2 separate regions of the Salmo salar genome follow, and region 1 is linked to region 2. The links are chromatin contacts, called in public Hi-C maps. All regions are on one chromosome and are shown on one strand. Each heading gives the region's core, a stretch centred on a gene start, on an enhancer-like site or on the middle of the called end of the contact. The rest is flanking DNA. Distances are from core to core; before and after follow the strand shown.

Region 1 (2,700 bases), core at 35-2,534, 48 kb before region 2:
TAACTCTGGGTCTTCCTTTCCTGTGGCGGTCCTCATGAGAGCCAGTTTCATCATAACGCTTGGTTTTTCCTGGATTGACTGACCTCCATGTCTTAAAGTATTGATAGACTGTCGTTTCTCTTTGCTTATTTGAGCTGTTCTTGCCATAATATGTATTTGGTCTTTTACCAAATAGGGCTATCTTCTGTATACTACCCCTACCTTGTCACAACACAACTGATTGGCTCAAACCGATTAAGAAGGAAAGAAACTCCACAAATTAACTTTTAACAAGGCACACCTATTATTTGAATTGCATTCCAATTGACTACCTCGTGACGCTGGTTGAGAGAATGCCAGGAGCGTGCAAGCTGCCATTAAGGCAAGGGTGGCTACTTTGAAGAATCTTAAATCTAAATATATTTTGATTTGTTTAAGACTTTTTTTGGTTACTACGTGATTCCATATGTGTTATTTCATAGTTTTGATGTCTTCACTATTATTCTACAATGTAGAAAATAGTAAAAATACAGAAAAACCCTTGAATGAGTAGGTGTGTCCAAACTTTTGACTGGTACTGTATATATATATATATATATATAGTCACTTGAATTAAGAATGTATAAACGACAAAGGATCAATGCTTCTTTCTTTAGTTAATTGTTTCCTGTGTTGAGAAAGTCATTCAGTCGGTCAGCCAGTCAGTGAGCCAGTCAGTCAGCCAGTCAGTCAGCTAGTCAGTCTAGCCTACTGGAGCCTCTGAACAGCATGAACTGATCACCTCCCTCTAGGCAGGCCCTCGTTGCCCTGGTAACCTGCTGACGCTCTGAGGGAGGGAGGGCTCTGCTCAGAGACAATGGCATTCTTTCAGAGAACACCACTAGCACTAGGACCCTGGAGAAGACTGGGACTCCTGTTGGTGGGCCAGGCAGGCTGACTGGCTGAGCTGTGGAACACACAACCCTACTGAGAGAGAGAGAGAGAGCTGAGGGCAGAGAGAGAGAGAGAGAGAGAGAGAGAGAGAGAGAGAGAGAGAGAGAGAGAGAGAGAGAGAGAGAGAGAGAGAGAGAGAGAGAGAGAGAGAGAGAGAGAGAGAGAGAGAGAGAGAGAGAGAGAGAGAGAGAGAGAGAGAGAGAGAGAGAGAGAGAGAGAGAGAGAGAGAGAGAGAGAGAGAGAGAGAGAGAGAGAGAGAGAGAGAGAGAGAGAGAGAGAGAGAGCGAGAGCGAGACTACAGGAACGCAGTCAGTCGCCTGTGTTGCTCAGTGCCAGAAACGCAGAGCTGGGGCGGAAATGGAGGGGCTCAGGCTCAGTGGAGGGAACTGACATTGCAGACTAGGCGAGGAGAGGTAGAACTATCGGAGAGGAGGAAAGGAAGGAAGGGGCTCGTCTGGACAACAGAAGGATTCTAAGGTGACTTTATGGCTCTTTTCAATCGCTGTCTGTGGTGATGGTGGGGGGAGGGGTGTGTGTGTGTGTGTGTGTGTGTCTGTATGTATGTATGTATGTATGTGTGTGTGTGTGTGTGTGTGTGTGTGTGTGTGTGTGTGTGTGTGTGTAGACTTTAGCAACCAAAGGAGGTTAAGTGTTGACATGTGCTGCTTCTGCACTTCTAAGTAGAGAGACAGTGTGTTTTTCAGTGTGTTTTTCAGTGAGACAGAGCGAGGGATAGTTATGTGTTTGTTTTGAAGGGAGAGTAAAGGGGAAAGTCTAAGTGAGTGTTGACAGTCGTAGACTGGAGGGAAGGGGTCCAGAGGAGTGTACACTTTTAAGGGAACAGGGGGATCCCATCCACTCATGTTAGGAGAGAAAGAGAGAGTAAATTGAGAGAGAGAGAGAAGAGATGGGGAGGTTTTAATCAGCTGAGCTCTGTGGTTTAGGGTTGTTGGTATACTGTACACTGTGTCCATGGATAGAGAGAGAAGAGTGATGTTTTAGTCAGCTTTGGGTAAAGGCTTGTAATGCATGTGGATGAATAGAGCTGTATGTCATAGCTTAGATTAAGAAGGGACTCTTGTATGGGGATAAGGGGCTGGGTACTGTACGTGCGAGTGTGACAGGCGGCAAATAGGTTGAGAGAGGCAGATCTGATCAGACGCACAGCAACAGTGGAAAGAGCGCGTGGCACAGGGTGAGCACTATCACATCACATTACACACACACAGACAGACACACACAGACAGACAGACAGACAGACAGACAGACAGACAGACAGACAGACAGACAGACAGACAGACAGACAGACAGACAGACAGACAGACAGACAGACAGACAGACAGACAGACAGACAGACAGACAGACACCACATCTCTCTCTCTCTCAGAATATATTTATAATAAATGGACTCCCTAATCGTGGAGTGTGTGTATTCGCCAGCATATCAGGGCCACTGTGTTTGATAAGAGTGAACAAGCATGTCTGTCATTATTGCGTGTGTTTCATGTGTTTCGTCTGTTCACCAGCATCTCTTTATTTACACGTGCAACAGTACTTGTTTTTGTATTATCGTAGAATCTTGTGTGTGACTTTCCATGTGTTTGTTCACCTGTCCTTAATCTGTGTGTTTGTTCGAGTGTGAGTGTGTTTACATCTCTGTCTGTGTGTAAATGTGTATCCACGGCAGCGCAGGGAATGTTCACTTGTTAGACAGAGTGTCAATCTCTGTCTCTGTCTCTCCGTGTCTGTGGTCTGTGTTGGTGATTGGCCCTGCTATTTTTATATATT
Region 2 (2,824 bases), core at 38-2,537:
CTCAATTTTATTTAATTTAATTTTGATTTAAAAAATGTTTATTGATATTGTATTTCTTCAGATGAGCGGGCTTTTAATGATATATCTTCTTCAGGGAGACATTTTATGGGGAAATCACTCTGCAATTATGAGGCCCTGCTACTCTGGGCTTTAAGTATAACAGACCTGGGTTCAAAAACTATTTGAAATTATTTCAAATAATTTAATATGTGCTTAATTGAGCTTGCCTGTTGCAATGCAACCAATAGTAAAGTCCCAAAAGTGCAAACCCCGCCCACCTGGCACCCCAGCCAGGCTAAAGCGAACTGTAAAATTATTTGAAAGGTTTCAAATAGTATTTGAACCCAGTCTGTTAGCTCTAAGGCTAGATGGATCAACTGAAAAGCCTCTAGTATGGCCTTCAGTCTTCTTCTGCCTCTTAAACAATAAATGTGTCAGTGTTCTAGTGTTATTCAGAATATATCAATAGTGTGTGAGTGTGTGTGTCCAACAACCATACACCCTTTAACATTGTGCCTGCCCTCCAGACTTAATTGTATTCCGATGTCTTTAACTGACATGTTTTCATATTGAACAGAACATATTTCTTTATTTCTGAAAGTGTTTTCTCTCGTTTTGTTCTGTAAATGTGTTACCATTGGGTCCTAGTTTTCTCCTCCCTGGCAGACACTTCCCTGTAAATGGACGGAGTATATGTACCTGTTTGACATGGAATTTAGAATTTGTCAGAATGTTCCACCGTTCAACTGGCTCCAACTGGTACAGCCAAACCTTTTGTTGAAAGTTACCATACCATGAACTGACTGAGGATTTATGTATATAGAGTGGAGTTACTGTACATGATGAACACGTTTCTGTACAAACAGCAGAGGTAATTATGGGTTAGAAAGAGGTTATGTGCAGACAGTAGGGAAAGGCAGAGTCAGAGAGAGACAGACTTTGTTTTGGGTTTATGGGAAAGACTGAGAGTGACTGACAGCTAGACTGGGAGTTAGACAAGCAAATGACAGCAGAGTTCCATTGTCATAGTATTCTATCAACTTTGATACGGAACACTGACTATTCTATTCAATTCAATGTGTTTCTTCTATCAATGTTGACATGAAATAGACTCACTCCCTGTATACCTCACTGCCATCTCCACTTCCTCTCTTGACACTAGAAAAGTGTTATTGTGTTACAGGTCAAGCCCTCTGTGTTATTTGCAGTAGGAAGTCAGTGAACTGGTGACTAATAGTAGAGTCTGCCGTGGCAAGTCAAGGAGAATGTGTTGCTTAAGTAACCACCATCTCCTCCAGTGACTCACATGGTGACTGTGTCCCAAATGGCACTACTTTTGACCAGAGCTAATAGGGCTCTGTTCAAAAGTTGTGCACTATATAGGGAATAGGATGCCATTTCGGACACTTCCAGTGACATACAGGGAAGGAAGGTGAAGTTATGAACATATAAGGGTCTGCTTGACAAATAGAACGATACTGGGAAATAGGACTGAGTAATTTAATGCATAGGGAAGAAAAATAAGAAACTCTATCACTGCCTGAAAAGCCCTCGAATGAGAAACAAATGTGCTTATTTTATTTGAACTAAAACCTGCCAAACTAAACCATGCTCAAAGTGTGCATCCCAAATGGCAACACATTCCCTATATAGTGCACTTTTCTTTCAAAAGTAGTGCATTATAAAGAGAATATGGTGCAATTCGGGAGTCACCCAAAGCCAGCCTGCCAGCCAGTCCGCCATTTTGTTTTCTATTAATTTTTTTTTCTTTTTTTGTGTTTGTTTACTCTGACAAGACGTTACAATACTGCCACGTTAATGACTATTTGAGAAGGGTCAGAAAGCCATAGAATAGAGATGTCAAACGCAAATGATTATGTTGCTCTATGAGAAGAATCGATGTAATGCAGAGTGCACCCAGCTTGGTTGGTTTTCCAATGAATGTTTGATTATTTCCTTGTTGTGCAATCACATTGCCAAAGAACGATTTCAAACAATTTCATCGATTTCATTCATGTAAATATCACGTTGTCCAATACCGTGGCAAAAAAAAAGTATAAATGTTGTTTTTTCTTTTCAATTTTTCTGAAACCTTCAATAATGTTTATGTGGTGTATTGTCTTCCAGTTGCAATGATTAAAGTTGACCTGAACTCAACTCCTTGAAAGAGACCATGAAATAATTACATTCAATTGAATTGAATTGGGTAAAAACATTACCACATTGTATTCCCAGAGGACAGCGCTTAAAAAGTATTAATTAAAGCACTTGGTCCTCGATAGTAAAAACAAGTAAAACATCTAATGGTTAAAAGACAAGACAAAGAATACAAAACAACAACATTACATTCATATTAGTGAAGAAAACGGTCACTATCCATTGCACCTCATCCCTAATCTTAAAAATAAAACCGAACCAACAGTAGCAATAAGCATGTAATATCCATGTTATTCACATCATCCCAAATCATCCCACACAGAGCAACTAAAAACGAAACATATTCTCTGTTTCAGAAAAGCAAGCAAATGCTTGAAAGCTCGGTTGAACCCTTCGCATAAGTAAATTGATCATTAGGTTATTGAGACCAGTGCCTGTGATTGGCTCTTTAGACTGGCCTCTGTTATTGACCTCAAATGTTCACATTAACAAGGCTCAGAACATAACAAGACCCTTTTCAACCTGTTACATAACTATTCATTCACTTCCTGTAATCATTAAAGTCCAATACTTTTGATTAAGTGTCAGCGGTGTGCCATCAGTGTTTTACTCCCAGTCAGGGATATAGTTCCTTCTTGTCACTCAGTCAATCTGATGGTTGCCATGA

What was found. Hi-C and Micro-C count contacts between places; a contact is called where the count stands out from the background.
Region 1: a Hi-C map of blood shows a contact between it and region 2, with 6 times the contacts expected there. The contact joins the promoter of LOC100194732 here to the enhancer-like site in region 2. A contact is called at or near these places in 3 of 3 Hi-C or Micro-C datasets (blood, gill and muscle).

Annotation. Positions count from the first base shown.
Region 1 is chrssa15:47,761,785-47,764,484 of Ssal_v3.1, reverse strand. LOC100194732 (checkpoint suppressor 1-like) reads left to right here and starts at 1,284. Exons shown (of 4, transcript NM_001139762.1): 1 at 1,284-1,389.
Region 2 is chrssa15:47,713,679-47,716,502 of Ssal_v3.1, reverse strand. No RefSeq gene overlaps it. Among protein-coding and RNA genes, the nearest start is that of LOC106571676, 14 kb to the right of the region's middle. Within about 2 kb of position 1,287, at least 2 of the 13 cell types and tissues checked have an H3K27ac peak or open chromatin away from gene starts, as enhancers often do.